Regions from separate parts of the Mus musculus genome. Here all the other regions are linked to region 3. A link is a contact called in public HiChIP or PLAC-seq and promoter capture Hi-C data. All regions are on one chromosome and are shown on one strand. The core of a region is the stretch at or near the end of the contact, and the rest is flanking DNA. Distances in the headings are between cores, read along the strand shown.

The links. Promoter capture Hi-C pulls out the DNA fragments that hold promoters and counts their contacts. HiChIP or PLAC-seq counts read pairs in DNA pulled down with a chosen protein or histone mark.
Region 1: an H3K4me3 HiChIP or PLAC-seq map of bone marrow-derived macrophages shows a contact between it and region 3, with 3 times the contacts expected there. The contact joins the enhancer-like site here to the promoter of Med23 in region 3. A contact is called at or near these places in 4 of 39 promoter capture datasets (the HPC-7 cell line, cranial neural crest, embryonic stem cells and 1 more), 5 of 115 datasets of contacts at active chromatin or transcription factors (bone marrow-derived macrophages, craniofacial prominence, embryonic limb bud and 2 more) and 2 of 9 other capture datasets (adipose tissue and liver).
Region 2: an H3K4me3 HiChIP or PLAC-seq map of the SCID.adh cell line shows a contact between it and region 3, with 9 read pairs. The contact joins the enhancer-like site here to the promoter of Med23 in region 3. A contact is called at or near these places in 4 of 39 promoter capture datasets (fetal liver, liver, macrophages and 1 more), 4 of 115 datasets of contacts at active chromatin or transcription factors (the SCID.adh cell line, bone marrow-derived macrophages, embryonic limb bud and 1 more) and 1 of 9 other capture datasets (adipose tissue).
Region 4: a contact with region 3 is called in a promoter capture Hi-C map of embryonic stem cells, with 2.1 times the contacts expected there. The contact joins the enhancer-like site here to the promoter of Med23 in region 3. A contact is called at or near these places in 4 of 39 promoter capture datasets (embryonic stem cells, liver, macrophages and 1 more), 2 of 484 Hi-C or Micro-C datasets (bone marrow-derived macrophages and uterus), 10 of 115 datasets of contacts at active chromatin or transcription factors (the SCID.adh cell line, bone marrow-derived macrophages, embryonic forebrain and 7 more) and 4 of 9 other capture datasets (adipose tissue, embryonic stem cells, liver and 1 more).

What each region holds. Positions count from the first base shown.
Region 1 is chr10:25,277,587-25,282,246 of GRCm38.p6, reverse strand. All of the region lies in intron 3 of Akap7 (A kinase (PRKA) anchor protein 7), which reads left to right. Among named protein-coding and RNA genes, the nearest start is that of Gm25016, 14 kb to the right of the region's middle. Within about 2 kb of position 2,621, at least 33 of the 459 cell types and tissues checked have an H3K27ac peak or open chromatin away from gene starts, as enhancers often do. A contact at or near this core is called in adipose tissue and bone marrow-derived macrophages, where this site is marked.
Region 2 is chr10:25,169,837-25,174,657 of GRCm38.p6, reverse strand. Akap7 (A kinase (PRKA) anchor protein 7) reads left to right here. Exons shown (of 8, transcript NM_001379238.1): 8 at 3,410-4,821. The coding sequence ends at 3,606. Among named protein-coding and RNA genes, the nearest start is that of Gm36313, 18 kb to the right of the region's middle. Within about 2 kb of position 3,152, at least 6 of the 459 cell types and tissues checked have an H3K27ac peak or open chromatin away from gene starts, as enhancers often do. A contact at or near this core is called in the SCID.adh cell line, where this site is marked.
Region 3 is chr10:24,866,332-24,871,520 of GRCm38.p6, reverse strand. Med23 (mediator complex subunit 23) reads right to left here and starts at 1,535. Exons shown (of 30, transcript NM_001166416.1): 1 at 1,375-1,535; 2 at 1,036-1,067; 3 at 770-857. The coding sequence starts at 1,422.
Region 4 is chr10:25,190,094-25,195,327 of GRCm38.p6, reverse strand. All of the region lies in intron 7 of Akap7 (A kinase (PRKA) anchor protein 7), which reads left to right. Among named protein-coding and RNA genes, the nearest start is that of Gm36313, 39 kb to the right of the region's middle. Within about 2 kb of position 3,962, at least 17 of the 459 cell types and tissues checked have an H3K27ac peak or open chromatin away from gene starts, as enhancers often do. A contact at or near this core is called in embryonic stem cells, where this site is marked.

The DNA.
Region 1 (4,660 bases), core at 1,372-3,871, 410 kb before region 3:
GAAGACACAATAAGAAGAAAAAAAAATGACTACAGATTCCCATTCTGGTCTCCCTAGCAATAAGGTTGTCCTTGGAAATGTTTAAGTGATACACAGCTTAGAGTATGAGCAAGATGCTCATACCATCTGTAAATGCTCGTCCATCGTCTGGATTGTTTTTCTCTTGCTTTAGGACTATGTGCACATGGACATTAGGCAGGAGCAGGATGAGAACTTCTGCCCCGTTAGTGGGCAGCTGCATGTCAGCTGGGCCCTGAGGAGATCAAATGGTAGGCAGCTGGAACAATTTCCCTGAGGACATGTGACTGTGACCTCTGCCTAGAAGAGAGGCCGGGTTTTGGTTTGTCTCTTTGTTTTGATTTGTTGCTTAGACTGAAGTCTCGATGTGTTTCGCTGTGAGGGTGATTGTGTCCCTTCCTCCCTCACTGCCTCAACTATGTCACTTCTAAAGCTGTGTAGTTGTAAAATAAAAGATCTTCCCTAACAGAGGAGGGCCGGTCTTTGCAAGGGGATATGAGTAGCTTGCACACCCCTGCTTGCACCTCCAAGCTAGCTCTTAGCGTGACTGATCTGCACTTCTGGGTTTAACTGGGTGGGTCATTTTATTGATTGATTGTACTTGTGACTGGCCCTAGAGGGCCTGATATGTATTAGCACATGCTCTAACCCTAAACTGCATTCCCCCGGATTCTTCTTACTTTTCGATTGAGAGAGGGCCAGTTGCCTAAGCTCAGCAGGCAATTGGGTTTAGAGTTCTCCCGTCATACTCTTTGCTTTGCTTCCATCTTAGGGTATCTGTCTTCTTGCTGTCTTTCAGTGAGGCTGTAGGGGCATGTGATGGGATGCAGTACATGAAGATGGGGACCACTGGAATAAGGCTGCCAAGCTCTTTTGATCCTCATTAGGATTTGGTCCACAGGGGATTTGGGAGGAAGGATGCTGGAGTCCTGTATGGCTCAGAGCTCACAGACCGGGTAACCTGTCACTACCTTACAAGCTCTACTGGTGACTAGATTATTAGAGTTTTAGCTCCTTCAGGGGACAACACTAACCTCGAGTGCTCGTTTTCCTGTCCCCATGCTGAACACACCAGCCTCCTGCTTGCTTCTGGCTTTCCCCGTTGACATCAGGGTAGAGCTGTACTCCTGATTCAGTTCTTCAAAGACCTTGCTGTTCTGTTCTTCTCCATGTCCGTCCTTCCTGTCTGAGCCTCTCTTGACCAGGTCACCTCCCTATTCTCATTCAATCCCTCAGTTAAAGGTCTTTATAGACTCTGCTTGTCACTTGTCACTCGTGCAGTTTGTTTCCCTTACAGTGTGTTTGTTGGCGTTCCCCATGTCTAGACTGGTGCTCTCCGGGAGTAGGTATATGCGTTTGCATACGCAGACCCGGTCCCCACTGTCATTTCAGGGATTCACCGTACCAAGCCCTAATCAGAACTCCTTTTTCTTTAAGCATGGCACTGAGGGTTGAATCTAGTCCTCACATTATGATAATTAAATGTTTCAGTCCCAGCTCCCAAAGTCTTAAAAATAAATAAATACAAATGCTTATTTCATAATGTAATGTCATTAGTAAATTATTTCAGATGGGGTTAGGTGGTTTATAGCTGTGGGAAATGCAGCTTAATTTAATCATGCTATCTTGGGAGACTTTTAGGGAGCAGTAAGTTTTTCAGACTTACACAGGCGGATGGGGAGAAAAATGTGAGCACTGGCTAGGAATAGGACTTTATGTATCAGATCTTTTGCTAGGCTCCTTTTCTGTTTGTTTTAAAGTATCTAATTAACGTTCATTTTTCTTTTTAAACTGCTTCTGAGGCTGGGTAGGAAGGCCTGGGAAAGGCGGCCCGTTTGCCACATTGTTTCAATGGAAGAATGCATTCCAAGTTCTAGTTTAGTGACCTGCAAAGAGAATCTTGGAAGCCAGGACATTCACAAAGAGTTGCTCCACTTTTGGCCTCAGCTTCTTGGCACTCAGTGTTAAAGAAAAAAAAAAGAAAGCATTCAGAATTATAAGGCTCTTCGGTTTTAAACATGTTTTTAGTAGTTTGGAATTCTTTATTACGGAAATTTTTCATTTCATGTTTTTAAGAAATTATATTGGAAATTAGATTAGAAAATAAATTAGAATTGCAGCAAGTTAATGCCCCAACCCATAGCACAGGAGTGTGTGTTTTGCAGTTAACGTGTAATTTCATATTAATTTAAAAGAAGAAAAAAGTATAGCAAGGCTTGTTCTCATGGATACGACTGTGTAATTATTTATCTGGCTGTTGCCCACGCGTGGTTTTATGAGTTTTCATATGAGAAGTAATCTACTTGTTGGTTGTCTCCCTAACAAAGCATCTGAGATTGACTCTTGCTGTCTGTCCGTGTCTGGCTTGTTGGTTGTCTCCCTAACAAAGCATCTGAGATTGACTCTTGCTGTCTGTCCTTCGAGGCCCAAAATCCTCTTCATGCATGGAGCCTGTGGTGGAGCAAAACTGCTTTCCTCCTGGCAAAAGAAAGAGGATTGAACCAGGATACAGAAATCCCTTCAAGGCTACTCCCCCAGGGATCCAATGACAGCTCACTAGGTGCTCAAAGAGTCACTGCTCCAAAGCTCCACCCTGGGCACTAAGCCATTAACATAGGGACCTAGGGGGCATTCATGAACGCATCAGCACTGAAAGACTGGAAAGGACCTGCCAGAAGCAGCTGAAATGGGGAGGGAACTAATTTTTAAATAAGTTCTTTTTGTATGCTAAATTTGTATGCAAATTTCCTTCAGGCCGGTTAGAAGCGTTTGCTGCTGTAGTTCTTCATTTTGTAATGTGGAAGTTGCTACTCTTCATACAAGTATGGAGGACTAGTGAATTCAGCCCTAAAATAGAAAAGTATTTCAAGTCTTCCTTATATTAAACACTTGGTAAAGAACACTTTGGTTTGTGGCTTTTTTTTTCTTTTATTCCAGTATTGCTATTTTATTAGTTTTTCAAATAATTTTCATGGTTGTTTTCAGTCAAGAAAAATGAGAGTATTTAATATTCTCTCTCTCCTCTGTGTGCATGTGTATGAGTATTTTGCGTGTATGTATGTGTACCATATGAATATCCAGAGTTCTCAGAGGACAGAAGACGGCCTCAGGTACCATCAGACTAGGGTTGCTGGTGGCTGTGAGCTGTCATTTGGGTTCTGGGATTCTGATTCATGTCCTCTGGAGGAGCAACCAGTCCCCCTACCTCTGAGTCACCTCTCCAGCCTCCAAGAGTGTTTAGCTACAAAGTTTGGTGGCAGGCATGCCACATGGACTTTTCTTCCTTGTCTTAGAAATCAAACCTAGGTCATGTGTGCTAGACAAGTACACTACCAGTGGGCTACACCCTAACTCCTGGATAGCATACTAATAGAATTCTAGTAACTCTTAAAGGGGCAGCAGATTTAGCAATGATACAATGTTACAAAGTGAGGTCAAAGACATTCTTTTCCTGTGTACTAGAATATAACTTATGTCTTTCATGGAGAGGCATGCTAATTTATACCATTAAAAAAACTTATACATGCATTGAGTCAATTAGAACGAACCCACACACCTATGGTCACTTGATCTTTGACAAAGGAGCTAAAACCATCCAGTGGAAAAGAGAGCATTTTCAACAAATGGTGATAGCTCAACTGGTGGTTATCATGTAGAAGAATGTGAATTGATTCCTTCTTATCTCCTTGTACAAAGCTCAAGTCTAAGTGGATCAAGGAACTCCACATAAAACCAGAGACACTGAAACTTATAAAGGAGAAAGTGGGGAAAAGCCTCGAAGATATGGGCACAGGGGAAAAATTCCTGAACAGAACACCAATGGCTTGTGCTGTAAGATCAAGAATTGACAAATGGGCCAGGCATGGTGGCACACGCCTTTAATCCCAGCACTCGGGAGGCAGAGCAGACAGATTTCTAAATTCAAGGCCAGCCTGGTCTACAGAGTGTGTTCCAGGACAGCCAGGGCTACACAGAGAAACCCTGTCTCGAAAAACCAAAAAAAAAAAAAAAAAAAAAAAAATATATTGACAAATGGGACCTCATAAAATTGCAAAGCTTCTGTAAGGCAAAGGACACTGTCAATAAGACAAAATGGGAACCAACAGATTGGGAAAAGATCTTTACCAATCCTAAATCCGATAGGGGACTAATATCCAATATATATCTAAAGAACTCAAGAAGTTGGACTCCAGAAAACCAAATAACCCTATTAAAAATGGGTACAGAGCTAAACAAAGAATTTTCAACTGAGGACTACTGAATGGCTGAGAAGCACCTAAAAAAATGTTCAACATCCTTAATCATCAGGGAAATGCAAATCAAAACAACCCTGAGATTCCATCTCACACCAGTCAGAATGGCTAAGATCAAAAACTCAGGTGACAACAGATGCTGGTGAGGATGTGGAGAAAGAGGAACACTTCTCCATTGTTGGCAAGATTGCAAGCTGGTACAACCACTCTGGAAATCAGTCCGTCGGTTCCTCAGAAAATGGGACATAGTACTATCTGAAGACTCAGCTATACCACTCCTGGACATACATACCCAGAAGATGCTCTAACATGTAATAAGGACACATGCTCCACTATGTTCATAGTAGCCTTATTTATAGTAACCAGAAGCTGGAAAGAACCCAGATGTC
Region 2 (4,821 bases), core at 1,903-4,402, 300 kb before region 3:
TAAAATAAAATAAAATAAAATAAAATAAAATGAGCATTGTAATGAATAGACTGTGCCATATGTCAGCAGAGAGGAGGGTAAGAGAGATCAGTTATAGTTTTTTACCTCAAGCCTGTGTTTATGTGAGGTACATGTGCATGTGGGTGGATGCATGTGTTCCTACATGCAAGTATATGTGCACACGTGTATGCATGCACATAGAGGCCGGACAGAGATGCTTCCTTGATCACACTCCACCTTATGTTTTGCGACAGCGTTTGTCAGTGAATCTGGAGCCCCAGGGCTCTTCCCCCCACACCCCCTCTCTGCTTCCCAGTGCCAGCATTGCAGGTGTGTACCACTGCACCCAGATTTTCATGTGTTTGCTGGTGGACCCAAGTGTAGGTCCCATGCTTGCATACGGGCATATTCCTGACTGAACCATGTTCCCAGCCAGCAGACTATGTCTTTATGAATTAATAAAAGAATGTCCATCATTTATAAAGGAATTAAAAAAGAAAGCCAGGAGGATCTTGGTTTATTCTCTGTGGTATTTCTATAGGCTGGGAGAATATAGACTATTTCTATAGGCATATAACAAGTTCTTAGACTCTACTTCTATGTACATATAGTAAGCCCTTAGACTCTATTTCTATATGTACATAGTAAACCCTTAGACTCTGTTTCTATACGCATATTGTAAGTAAACACTTAGACTCTATTGTTAGGACACATTTGTGAGTAAGTGACAGAATGACCAAATGGGCACATACACTTGCTCTTCCCGCCGAGCAAAGCAAGAAGAGTTTCATGGAATAGGTAAAATTTTAAAGGGAAGGGAAAGGGTGGGGCCATCTAGTAATAAGGAATGATCTTGACGCTCTAAGGATGTTAGAATTCCAACCAGGAGTGAGACAATAGTGACTGTTTAAGCAAACTCAGGAAGTTCTGAAATGTAAGCTTGCTTTCCTGGTAAGTAGAGGCTGGAAGGGATATTTTAATCTGATTTTTTAAATTAACAAATTGGATGTTTGTTTGGTTTGCTTGTTTGCTTGTTTGTTTCTTGGTTTTTTTTTTTTTTGGAGGGGGTTGTTTGTTTTGTTTTTCTTGAGACAGGGTCTCACTATGTAGCCTTGGCTGGCCTGCAGCTTGGTCTGTAGATCAGGCTGGCCTCAAATTCACGGCGATCTGCCTGCCATCTGCCTCTGCTTTCTAGGTACTGTGATTAAGGTGTGTGCTGCCATGCCCAGTCTGAAAGGGACACTTTAGAGAAGTGACTCTAGAAGGCATTTTGTCAGGTTCCTGTAAGACAGGAGAAATTGTGGAGCACGCATTAATGGTGTTCTGCAGTGACGCAGGCTGATGATGGGCAGGAAAGTGTCAAAGGTAACCATGGTTGCAGTCTGATCGACATGGGTAATGGGAAAGTATGGACAAAACCAGGGTAACCAGAAGGGGACCACCCCTTGTTGGGAAGCTTTTCATTTCAGCCTCTCTTCAGAAAGAGCATCGACCAGCACCTTCCCCCGTAACCCACACTGGCCTTGAACTTGCATCCTGAGTATGGAAATAGAATAGAACCAGAACCCCTGTGTATTGCAAATATCTTCACACAAGGACACTTCATTGACGGAAATAACGAGGCACATGATATTAGAACTGGGAGGGATTTTGGAGAATGAGTTATTAATGAAACTTAAGTTCAACCTTGTTATCTTACCCAGCGAGAAAGACTGGAGTTCTAGAACAGTCCATAAAATTATTGTCTCTGGCCTGGGTATAGAGCCTAGGTAGGAGATTTAGAAAGTTGTTTTAAAAGTCATGTTTTGAAAGGTCTTAAAATAGCATCCCTTCATTTGCATCTCATTTTCTGTTTTAAATTTGAAGAGCCACTGTATAAGCAGTTGCTTGTAATGCATATAGAGATATCATCTATATGGAGGAAATATTGGGATATAAGACTGAGAGCAAATAATTCAAATATTAGGTAACATTTCCATGCATTCTTACTAGGAAAAATCTGAACTTTTGCCTAAAGTTATATTAGTAAAAAAAATTTTTTTCTTGCTTTTCACAGTACCTGTTTAGTAAGGTCTCTGTAATTATCGCTGAGTCAAAGCTTACTCAATTCTGAACATGTTTTCTCGGCACATGTGCTTAAACTTCTGATCATGGTGTTTGCCACATTGCCACATTTGAGGGGGAAGCAGTTGCTAAGGCATCTCTCTAGGTTGGTCTTAACCCACCCCCCCCCCCTTTCATTTGTGATGTTTGTCCCTGGGAAGGAGGGAGTGGCTACCCGAATGTGTACTGCAGACAAATACCAGGGCTCTGAAGGTAGTCAGGGGCCAGGTCTGATCCTGGGCACACCTTTTCCTCTCCTAGCCCTGTTATAGATGAGGCTAGAAAATCACATCTGTGTTCCTGTTCACACCCATGGTATCCTGTCCCAGTCCTGAGCATGCAGGTGGAACACTCACTGTCTTGGTCATCATGAGCCCTTAGTTTGTCCTGCCCCCACCGTGAGCTCATCTTACAGTGAGTGGGCAATTACTCTCTTCTTCACCTCCATCTATCTGCCTTCCAGGCTGCAGGTCAATGGAGGGACTGAGGGTGCTGACTGGACATAGTGCAAGCGCCCTTTTGCCTTTCCTGTGGATAGAGAGGATTTGGAGTGTGTATGGGTGGCATATAGGACTCGGGAGGAGGAGGAGCTTTTATTCCCAGCCGTGCTAACACCTGGGTTATCACCAGCGAGACAGGAAAATGACCCTTTGCTGTGACTTCTCAGAAGTTCCTACCAGTATCTTAACCCTTCCTAGGAGAATTTCCTATCTCTAAAATTACAGTGATAGCAATGAGATTTTAAAATCAGGATGTTAGCCCTGCAGTCCTTTTTAAAACCAGCTGCTACTGGTCGTGATTACTACACCTGTCTTGGTGTGTGAGCGCTGGGAGTTTATCGACAATGATCTCTATGCCAAGCGTTTAAACATGAGTGAGCCTAACCTGTAAGATAACGGGGGCAGTCTTGATTTCCTGATAGCTAGCACTGGAAAGGGAGCAGCAGATGCAGAGCTCCTTGGTGAATTCATGTGCTCGAGACCCTAGGTGTGGGTACAGGCAGCTCCACAGCTGTCATAAGCCTTGGGTGAGAGAGGAGCGCAGAGCTATGTAGAAATGAAAGGCTGCGGCGCTGCCCGCAAGGGTGTGTCGGGCTGCTTTTCAGCGTAGAGTCTGCAGGAATAGACAGGTTCCTGCTTGGACAAATGTCATAGGAAAAAGCAACCCAGTCTTGTTGGAATTATAGATCCCATTTGCCAGAGTGAAGGGCACTTGCTCTTTTAACTAGCTGAACTAGCTGGACCCTGGTGGCCTAGTTGCTATGGCAATACGAGCTCAGTGACCTCTCTTCTCTTGTGGAATGTAGGTGAGAAGGACCGAAGGGAGCCTGAGGATGCTGAACTGGTCAGGCTCAGTAAGAGGCTGGTGGAGAACGCCGTGCTCAAGGCTGTCCAGCAGTACCTAGAAGAGACGCAGAACAAAAAGCAGCCAGGGGAGGGGAACTCCACCAAAGCTGAGGAGGGAGATCGGAATGGTGATGGCAGTGATAACAACCGGAAGTGAGAGCTGAATCCAGTCCGGTCCGATGCCCCTCTGCTAAGTCGTAGACTAACTCGCAATGTGTCTTGTTCAAGCCCTGGAGATCACCTAATACTTCTCTGATTGATGTGATTGATGCGTTCGGTGTTGCTGCGACACAACAGAAAAGAATGGGGTGCTGGGACCAGCAGAAGAAATTAATTTACAGAAGAACAACACTAAGTCGGTGTGCCATCGACCATGCACAAGGGAGAGCGGGCTTTTCGGACCGCCTGCCTGACTCACAAGGCGGAGGGAGGGAGAGGACTTGCCACAGACAGAATACTGCCGTTTACATTGCTTCGATCCTTTGACTACTTTATCGGAGGCCAAAACTTGCACACAGCTATCAAGTGCTAAGTTCAGTTTGTCATTGTTGAAATGACCATTAGTATAGTGAGTCCACAATGTTTCCTGTTTGTCCTCTATGTGTTGTTACCACACGGTGATCTTTATTTACAGTAAATTAAGTTTCGTGTAAAGTATATATTTTTGGTAAAATGCAATCTTTTCTATGAAATGTGGGTGATGTTTTAAAGGTTTTTAAGCCTTATTTTGATAAGTCAATGTGCCATATTTAATGTACTTCATTGATATTTGTACTTTAAATGTATTATATAATTTTTCCCCTTAGGCAAGAAGCCAGTTGGAACCCAAGACTTAATTAATGAAGCTTTGCACCGAGAAAGGATGGAGCTGAAATCCAAAGTGAAACAGATAAAAGAACTTTTGTTAAAGCCTGAGACTCAGGCCAAGATTAGAAAGGAGCTTTTTGAAGGAAGAGTTTTTAATAATGGTAGTCCAACAAGCAATGCTGATTTCAACCTGATTTTGCCATAGCTCTCCACTGTTGTTATGCCTGGTAAAGTGTTTATGAACTCTCAGCCCATTAAATAGCTCTTTGGTGAGTAAACAGAGTGTTCTTACAGTTTCTACAAAGCCCACAAACCAACACTTGGTAAGGAATTAACAACTTCTTGCCAAAGAAAACATATTTTTGCCTTATCATGGTCATCATCACCATTATCACCATCATCACCATCGTCACCATCATCGTCATCACCATAAAGTTGAGTTTTAGAATGTTCGTTTTGGTATCTTTGACTCATTTTATAGAAATAACTTCTTAATTAGCTGTTGTAAGATGTTCCATGGGGTCCTTGCAGATAATATTGCGCATACATATATATATACATGTAT
Region 3 (5,189 bases), core at 286-2,785:
AGTGTGTGAGGCCCTGTGTTCACCCCCCACACCCCAGCACTGTTTAAAGAGAAAAGAACGAAGATGGCTTTATAATCCTAGAACTCAGGACACAGAGAGACAGTCTTATAGCTAAACAGTTCTGGGAACACAAACTAGGATGCTGGCTTCAGACAGGAAGGGCAGGTGGCTGAGCTAGATCAGGAAGACGGCCAGCGTGTGGAGCTTGGTCACGCTTGCCTTATATATTTCAGGTTCACGTCAAAGCATGACCTGTTGAAAATAGAAAGTTTAAAACATGAACATATTGCCTTTAGGATCCATAACTGGGTGGCAAATTTTATACTAGCTCACAGGCACAGAAAGCCCAGCGGCTCACTTCTCTGTCTACAGTGCATCATGAGAAATACTACTCTAGTGGGGACTCTATCACAGTGTCTTTATGAGGACATATTTATAAATACTGGGCCATTTTTTGAATAGTGACATTTTTCTTTTACGAGAAAAGTTTAGCATATCTGTTTCCATTCAAAGCCAATTTATACAAAGAGGATAAAAACTACCTTACATAATATAACATAGAAGGAAATTTTTAAAACATTTCCCACTGCAATCTTATTACCTTGAACTTTTAACACAGGTTCTCCAGTAAGTACATTTACATAAAATGACAGCAGTCTTATTTTTCCCTTTCCTAAACGATCTTAAGAAAAAGATCAAAGAAGATGTAAAAAGTAAAAAGGAAGGCGTCAAACGTCATTAAGTGGATGTTCAACATGAAATGTCTCACCTGAGAAAGTCCACTCCAAAACTGCCGGAAGGCCGCCAAGCAGCTAATTAGTTTTGTTTTTTCATCCTCGGGGGTATCCATAAACATTCTGAAAAAACAAAAATCACATTATCTGCTGCTAGTTTTAAACAGGTACACATCCTGCAAGGTAGATTTTTTTTAACTCCTCAAAACCAACTTAAGTGGAATCTAACAAAGATAAATCTACAAACAACAATTAAAAAAACACACACACACACACAAAGATCTGCCTGCCACATACTCACCCTGGGAAGGCCTCTTCTATAATTTCTGTTTTCTGCAAACAAACAAAAACTAGTAAACGATCTGACTACTAAAAGGGGGCGGGGTGGGAGATGTCCCCGAGAGAAATATTCCCGGGCAATACAGATAGAGCACGACACTTTTATGGGGACCGCGGCGGGAACTAACAGCACTTTCTTAGATCTGGCAGCAGTCCGGGGATGGGGGGACCGCCACCCCGGTTCAGACGCCTATGTCAACATAGGGGCGGGAAAGGAGCTGGCCCAGGCCCGCAGCCTGGAGCCGCACGCAGCCTGCACTTCCCGGAGCCATGGCTCTGGCTTACGGACAGTGGCACTCACCACCACCTCCTCGAAAATGCTCTGCAGTTGCGTCTCCATCGGTACCATCGAGCCCCGGGCTCCCGGGGAACCCGGCGACAGACGGGTGAGAGCCAGGGTCGGGAAAGAATGGAGCGGAGGGGCGGAGCCACCAGCAGGAAGCCGCCGCTCTCTCTTGCTCTGTTACTTCCTTCGGTGCCAGGCGAATGAGCCCGCCCGGTGCTTACCCGTTACCAGCCCCTCTGAAATCTGTATCTCAGCCTGTTGGTTCCGCTCGTAGAGGTGACCCCGTAAGCTGACAGCGCTGCTTGATCCCGGGCAAGGCCACCCTCTCCTGGCTGGAGCCGGAACTGCGACCTGTTTGGAGTTTCATTTGCAGATCCGAATCACAAGGGCTGTGGCCAGAACCAAGTGGGTGACTGTCAAGAGCTGACCTCGTGAAGCAGTTGATACCACGTTATTCTTGCCCAATAGGACCCATGTCTTCACTATGGTACCCTCAGTTGCTAGCACAGTGATGGGCGTGTCGTCATCGTTTATTGAATGTTGAAAAAAAAAAAAAGAATAAACCCTTTATTGTTAATTCGCAAATAAGTGGCGGTACTAAGTACATCATTTTAAAACAATTTTCCCATCATCCTGGTAAATTTCTGAAAACTTTTTTTTTTATTGTCTTAGTATGAAGAAATTTTTGTCTATCCAAAGGCTATTCGTCAATGTTTTCTTCCAGAAACTTTGTTCTAGCTTTGGTATTTAAGTCCATATTTTTTTAATTGGTTTTCATGACTGGAGATAAGTTCTCACAGGACTTTTCCCTCTTTGGGGAGATGTAAATAAATGTTTATAAACCCTAAATAGAGGACATTGACAGATTAAAGAAAGGATCTTGCCGGGCGGTGATGGTGCACGCCTTTAATCCCAGCACTTGGGAGGCAGAGGCAGGTGGATTTCTGAGTTCAAGGCCAGCCTGGTCTACAAAGTGAGTTCCAGGACAGCCAAGGCTACACAGAGTAACCCTGCCTCAAAAAAAAAAAAATCTCATTCAAATCCAGCTTGGTAAAACAATGAGCTTATTATAGTTTCTTATAGAAGCACGTGACTCGGGTACCCTCATTACTAGGAACTCCTACCTCAAGCATAGATGACTTACAAAAAGGCATACCAGTGTAGTACCCTCCCAATAAAATATTTAAATTTAACACAATGTTGGAGAATTAGAGGGGCTTCTGGGGAATCGTGTAAGGACCATCTTGAGTTTCCATGGCGTCTTCATTTTATTTTATAGTTTTGAGACAGGGTATTTTGTATCCCAAGTTGACCATGAACTTACTATGTAGCAGAGTGACCTTGAATATTTGATCCTTCTATTTCTCATGGCGAGAGATGGGACGCCCCTGAGACTATCTGCCAGGAAGAAGTGTTGGGTTAGGTTTCAGATTGGACCTGGGGTTAGGGTTAGGTGTGCTAGGGTTTGGGTTAGGATTGAACTCAGGGCTTCCTGCTTGCTAGACAAACAGTTTACCAGTAAAGACACATTCCCACTCCCATCTCTCATGTGGGTTTCAGGCAACTGAAGCTGCTCTGCTCTAACAGTGAAGCAGGCACTGCTTCCTGAGAGCTTATGGGCAAGAAGCTGGTGATTTTCCAGTCATAGTCTGGCAGAAACTTAGCTTCCCAACAAATGTAAATGATATCCAATCACTGTATATAGCATTGTTTACTGTACCATAGCTACTGAGATGAACTGTTTAATTTTCTAGTTGAAGAGTAGCCTGAAAGACTTAACATTCAGTGTTCTGTTTGCTGTGGACATGATATGAAAGACTGTGTAGTTTAAATAATAGAGATTTATGTTGATGTTGATACAAATCTGGAGGACAGACAGTCTCCCTGGCTGGTAGATGGACATCTTCAGCTTTCTTGTTGTCTTTCCTTTTTGTGGCTGAGGTTGCTATTGTTCCTCCATATTCTCCTCCTTTTTTTTCCTCTTCCCATGTCTTCTGGTCTGTGATAAGGTCTTATGTGCTCCTAGGCTTGTCTTGAGCTCATTTTGTCAAACTGCCTTCTAAATATGTAGGCTTACACTTATAGACTTGTAGTAATGTCAGCCTTTAGTCAGAGAAGATACCAATATCCTGGTGTATACTTGCTAACTAGCCCTGAGGTCCCACCCCATACTGAGTAGCTATATTCTTGAATAAACAGGTTAAATGATGTTCGGGTCCCACCCTTTACTGAATAGGCAAATCCTGGCATAGATAGGCTAAATGATCTTCAGGTCCTACTCCTTACTGGGTAGATATAAGTAGTGGTTTGGGGGGACGGAAAACTCTTTCATTTTTGAAGATATGGAGTTGTCTATGCTCTAGTGCAGGGGTTCTCAACCTGTAGGTTGAGACCCCAACAGGGGTAACAAATCAGATATCCTATATATCAGATATTTATAGTCTATAACAGTATCAAAATTACAGTTATAAAGTAGTAACAAAATAATTCTATAGTTGGGGTCACCACAAAGAGAACTGCATTGAAGGGTTGCAGTTTTGGGAAGGTTGAGAACCACTACTATAGTTGGTTGCACTATATCTGTGTGTGTATAAGCAGCCCTAGCTAGACCTAGTGGGTTGTAAACAAAATAAGGCATGAAGCTGGGAGGAGGGCATGCTGAGGCAATACGAGGAGAATTGGAGCAGCAAACGGGGATAAATCGGATCATACTTCATTGTATACATCTATAAAATTCTCAATAAATTCACAGATAAATTTTTACATTTGTTTACATATGTATGTGCAAGTGCCACGGTGTGAGTGTCAAGGTCAGGGGTCAACTGTGAGGTCAGGGGGCAACTGTGGGTTCCAGGGATTGAGTTCAGGTCACCAGCATTTGCCTGAACCCCTGAGCCATCTCCTTGGCCCTGTTTAAAAGAAACCCCAACTCTACTTCATACTTTGTTTTTTCTGGAAAATATTTTCTGGGTTAAACCCAAGGATCCAGTTTTTTCTCAGTGGAGATTTACTGAAGGATTCAGGGCAATATTCAAGTTGATAAGTCTTCATCCCTGGCACCACGGATATTTGTGCACAATCACTCTGTCACAGCCTCCTGAATTTCTTCTGGGCATCTTTCTCATGTAGCCAGTAACTAGGTGATAACTCAGCAGGGACTCAGTCTCCTAGAAGCTTTGCTGTAGTCACTTCTGGTAGCAGAAAATTAAACAGTATTTTCTTTCTTTCTTTCTTTCTTTCTTTCTTTCTTTCTTTCTTTCTTTCTTTCTTTTTTTTCTTTAAGACAGGGTTTCTCTGTATAGCCCGGGCTGTCCTGGAACTCACTCTGTAGACCAGGCTGGCCGCGAACTTGGAAATCCTGCATCTGCCTCCCAAGTTCTGGGATTAAAGGCGTGTACCTCCACTGCTCAGCTAAACAATATTTCTTAATATAAAATACTAGGGACAGCATGCAATGACAGGGACTGCCAGCAGTAGTCTGGGATGGAGACATCTCAGTAGTCCGAGGCAGCTCTTTGTAAAAAATAGTTATTCCCATTTCTCCTAACCTTAGCCCTAAACAATGGCTGTATAGATTTCATTTGTGTGTGACTGCTTTTCAGTTGTCCTTGGTGTGCATAATTATGCTATTATATCTGACTTTCTTACTTCTTTCTCCTTCTGCTCTGGTGAATTCTGTGAAACTAGATGTTCCTTGATGTAATGATTCTTAAACAATTAAAAATTGAGGCATGGGGCACAGCACAACACAGCACAGCACAGCACAGCAGAGCACAGTCCTAATGGCCCAGGTGCATGCTGGGTGTTCTCATCTTGGAAACAATGTAACA
Region 4 (5,234 bases), core at 2,713-5,212, 320 kb before region 3:
CCTTTAATCCTAGCATTTTGGAGGCAGAGACAGGCTAATCTCTGAGTTCAAGGCCAGCCTGGTCTACAGAGTGAGTTCCAGGACAGCCAGGGCTACACAGAGAAATCCTGACTTGAAAAACAAAATCAAACAAATGCAAACAAACACAATTTCTCTTCCTTCTCTGCTGCCTTCTCTTTCCCATCCCTACCTCCACTTTGGTTTAACTTTTTGGATGCCTGCCATCTGCCAGGTACTGTGCCAGGGTTATGTTCAAAGTGTTCATGAAGATCAATTATTAAATATATGCTCCTAGCTGCCCTGTTTCTGAGGGAAAGTTATTGACAGCCAGAGAAGTGGGGACTATCTCAGTTATTGTCCTCTGGAGTACTGGGGCTGAAGCTGGCCGAAAGCCTGGGTCCCAGACTGCTCAATCTCTATTACCCCTTCTGAGCAGAGAAAGCAGCACACTGTGCAATCAGGACTGTACTGGACATAAGATCTCTTTGGGCAATGTAGTGGTGTCCTCAGTCATGTTATACAATGTAAACCATTTAGCCATAGTCAATACTGATTAGATTTTCCCACTGCTAAGTGATGTACACCCCAGAGGTTTGTTTCTAAAATGGAAACATTAGAGCAAATGCTAACGGTTACTGTTCATGTTTCACCTCCCTGACTCTGTTAGTTCACAGGCTGTGGTGACCATTGTGTTTCCTTTCAGTGTCGTTCTTAGGACCTCTGAACATTGAACATCGAGGGAAATGCTGGGTAATTTTTTGTGGGAGTACCTTGGTTGTAGGAATATATCCAGTCCTTATGGCAGCCATCAGCTGCTGTGACCACACACTATATCCTCTTTTCTGGGCATATGACAAAACAGAGTTGGCTTTCTGATGCTATACAGGAATTTTAATCCAAGGAATTACATCCAAAGGCCTTCTAAGCCTAAATGATCTGGCCAGAATGCAGATTCTGGGATTGCAGCATGATCTGGCTGGAATACCATCATGCCCTTAGTATGCACCTTTAATCCCTAACAATGAAGTTAAGGTTAGTTTGTAGAAGGAAGCAGCCATGTTTGAAAATGACATCTAATTGAGGGGCAGACAAAGTGATGAATCAGAGAAAGATCTGACAGAATGAGTCAGAGATAGGTTACATCCAACTCTCATAGGAAAGAGAGTTTACTTAAGAGCAGAGAGAGAAAAAGAGGGAGGGACAGAGAGAGAGAGAGAGAGAGAGAGAGAGAGAGAGAGAGAGAGAGAGAGAGGAAAAGAGAGGAGAAGAGAGAAGAGAAGAGAAGAGAAGAGAAGAGAAGAGAAGAGAAGAGAAGAGAGAGTGTGTGTGGAGGGATGAAATTTGCAGAAAGAACAAGCTAGACACAGGTGAAGACAGAATGAGCCATAGAATGAGAAGGAGTCAGAAGATTAGAGCGAAAGTCAGTATGAGGTCAAGCAGAGCATTTCAATCAGAACTGAGAGAAGCCAGATTGAATCAGGCAGCTTGGAAGATTAGATTGTGCAGAGGCAGGAAGCTCCCAGGTGTAGGCCCAGGGATAGTTAGAGCAGAGAAGGAAGCTCCTGGTGTTTCTGAGGTGGGTATTTGCAGAGTTTAGGTATGGCTCTTGTCGCATTCCATCATCTGAGGAAATAAAAGCAAAATTTACACGACATCCCGTTCTCCAGCAGTGTGCTGTGACCTAATATCCTCAGAAGAATTTCAGGTATTAGTTTAAATCTTGTAAAATCCTTTGAAGATGTGCGATAAACAATTTCCCATAGATCTGTTTAATTTTTGTCCATTTTACCCAAAGCAAAGAGACTTTAAAAAGACATAGTGACCCAGTTTGGAATTTTGGTTTTGGAATTTACTGTTTAATTTTTACACTCCATACCCCAATCTTAAATAGTATCTACCTGGCATAAAAATTAAATGTTAATCAAGATTTAGCTAATATTTATAATGCACTTGCCTGCTAGCCACTCTTCTTTGATATACTTGGTAGATATGATTTCTCTACAATAAATAAAGACTATGTTAATTGCACATAGTATTAATTTGACACAGTGATGTTTTATTTTTAGCTTACCATAGAAGGGGATTAGCACTTAGAATTTCAGCTCAACAGAGTGTCCTTCTTTTAGAAAATTCTCTACCTGTGTTCTTGAGGTCATGTCTATCACAATATCTTGCTTCCTGCCCTGGGAGAAATGTGTGGCTCACACATTGTCACACATTAGTCTTCTTAAGGTCCAACAGAGGGCCATTCTACAAATGAAGCCAGCACAGATAATAGAAGAGCCAGGGGAGGGAGAAAGGCCATCCCATCACTTCAGCCATGTGTAAGAACTTCTCCAGTCCACAAAGCAATACATAGTTGCCTCTCTTTGCTTAACTGTATCTGGGTTAAACTTTTATCACCTGCAACCATAGACTTTGGACATTGTTTTATGGGACTTTCCATGTTTATAGTAGGTGTGGATCGTGGCTTCTGCCAAACTGACTTAAACTATATCTCTGCTTATACATTAACATGTTCTCATTGTTGCAGAGAACTTCCACTCAATGGGCTTATTATGTGCCACACCCCAGTGTATATTCTGATAAGAGATGTACTTCACTACCCCAGTGAAGAACAGCACCTCACTGACTTCTTAGAAATTTCATGCTGTGTTTCATTGCACTGAGATCTGGCCTTTCATAAAAGATGTGTAGAGCAAAGTTTTGTCTTATTTCTGCTAACACTGCTGGGCTCTCCCCATCTAGAAAGCTCTGACGAGGTGTTGAGAGGACCCAGGGATGAGTTACGCATAGCTGTTACTGTTGGAGGTTTCTTTTTAAATTTACATGCGTTTTCAAAGCAGAAGTTTGTTGAATTCCAAGGTGTATTGTCCTCTCAGTAGTACAAGCCAACTCAAAGTTTCTAGCAGGTGATGCCACACCCAGGAGACCACGCTCTTCCATGGTGCCACTAGCTTCCCATGATGCAATACCCTTCCCATGATGCAACACCTTTCCCATGATTCCAAACTCTTCCCATGCCAGGAAGACTGTAGAACCAAGTCAGGAAAGTTCAGTGACAGAATGTTAATTGCCACCTTGGCTGGTATTTGAGCTAAGCTTCTCTCATTGGTGACATTTACAATTTGATATGAGCAAACACAGCTCCTACAATACACATTTTAGGAAATTAAGTGCCCCATGATGAACATTCATAATGTCAGAGTTTAAAGTTAACCGAGCTTAGGACTACTGAAATAAATCTTTCAGTTGGGAAACAGTCATAGACAAAACCTGAAAACAGTGAGTGTAGCTTACATTTAAATGTTGTGTTAACTGGGATGCGAATGCTAATTTTATGGTAAGCCATGTAGAAGATATTTGAAACTTACAATTTCCTACTTCCAAATACTGTTTCCTCAACTTACTAATTTAGTTAAGGATATTTATAAACAAAATATGTATGTATAGAAAAAAATGTAACACCAGGAAAGAAGTGATGTATAAGCAAGATGCTTGGTGGAGAAGGAAATAAGGTTCTCTCCTCCCCACAGAGATGGCATTCCCTGGTGCTGCTGGCAAGGGAGGGAGGGCCCCAGGGAACAGAATAGTCCATGCCCCATAGCATCCACCCTATGCTAATTGTGGTCAGAACTGCTGTTGGCATTTGCCATGGGAATGGCATCAAACTTTAATTGGATGTCTAACATATGTCAGTTAGGGCAAAAATAAAAAAGTCACACTTTCTAAGCATTTTAAATGTACAGCCAACATTAGCTATAAAGTCAGTGTTTGGGAGATTTAGAATGATATAATTTATGATTTCATATAAACTGGCAAATGTATGATTTGTTAATCTGATACTTCATGTCTAACTTTATTGTGGTCAAACTTTACTTAAAGCTCTCTTGGAATGTAACGTGTCCTAAGGGAGGTCAGGATGGGGAGGAAACTGCAGACACACCCTAGGAGGCTGAAGGATTCCAACCATGGGCTGGGTTGATATTTTCTTCATTTACATTTCAAATGCTATCCCAAAAGTCCCCTATACCCTCCCCCCACCCTGCTCCCCAACTCATCCACTCCCGCTTCCTGGCCCTGGCGTTCCCCTGTACTGGGGCATATAATCTTCGCAAGACCAAGATGGCCCACTTGGCCAACTAGGCCATCCTTTGCTACATATGCAACTAGAGACACAAGCTCTGGAGGTACTGGTTAGTTCATATTGTTGTTCCTCCTATAGGGTTGCAGACCCCTTTAGCTCCTTGGGTACTTTCTCTAGCTCCTTCGGGGGGGGGGGGGAGAACTGTGTTCCATCCAATAGATGACTGTGAGCATCCACTCCTATATTTGCCAGGCACTGGCAGATCCTCTCAGGAGACCCCTATATCAGGCTCCTGTCAGCAAAATCTTGTTGGCATCTGCAATAGTGTCTGGGTTTGGTGGTTGTTAATGGGATGGATCCCCAGGTGGGGCAGTCTCTGGATGGTCATTCATTTAGTCTTGCTCCGAACTTGGTATTTTGTTCCTTTGTCTAAGAAGGATTGAAGTATCCACACTTTGGTCTTCCTTCTTCTTGAGTTTTAAACGGACTATTATCAATGGAAACATCCAAGTAGATTTTGTATTAGTAATGTACAATATGTTGTATGCTGGATTTTTTCATATTATTATTATTATATTAATTAATTTATTTACTTTATATCTGGATCATAGCTTCCCCTCTCTCCCCTCCTCCCAGTCCCTCCCCCTCACCTCACTTCCTGCGATCTTTTGGTCCTTCCTTCTCTCACCTCACCTCCCCACCATCCTCCTGACTTCTCTTTCTCCTCAGAAAAGGCTCAGAAAAAGGGAGGCCTCCCATGGATATCGACCCACCTTGACATACCAAGTTGTGGTCAGACTAGGTGCATCTTCTCCTAGTGTGGCTAGGCAAGGCAGCCCAGTTAGGGAAAGGGGGTTAAAAGACAGGTAATGGTCAGATGCAGCTCCTCCTCCTCCTTCTCCTCCTCCTACTGTTAGGAGTACCACTTAAAGACCAAGCTGCACACCTGTACATATTTGTTGAAGGACTAGGTCCATCCCATGCATGCTCTCTATTTGGTGGTTTTGTCTCTGTGGACCCCTACAGCCCAGGTTTGTTGATTCTGTAGGTTTTCTTGTGGTGTCCTTGACCACTCTGGCTTCTTTAATCCTTCCTCCTCCTATTCCATAGGATTCTCCAAGCTCTGACTAATGTTTGGCTGTGGGTC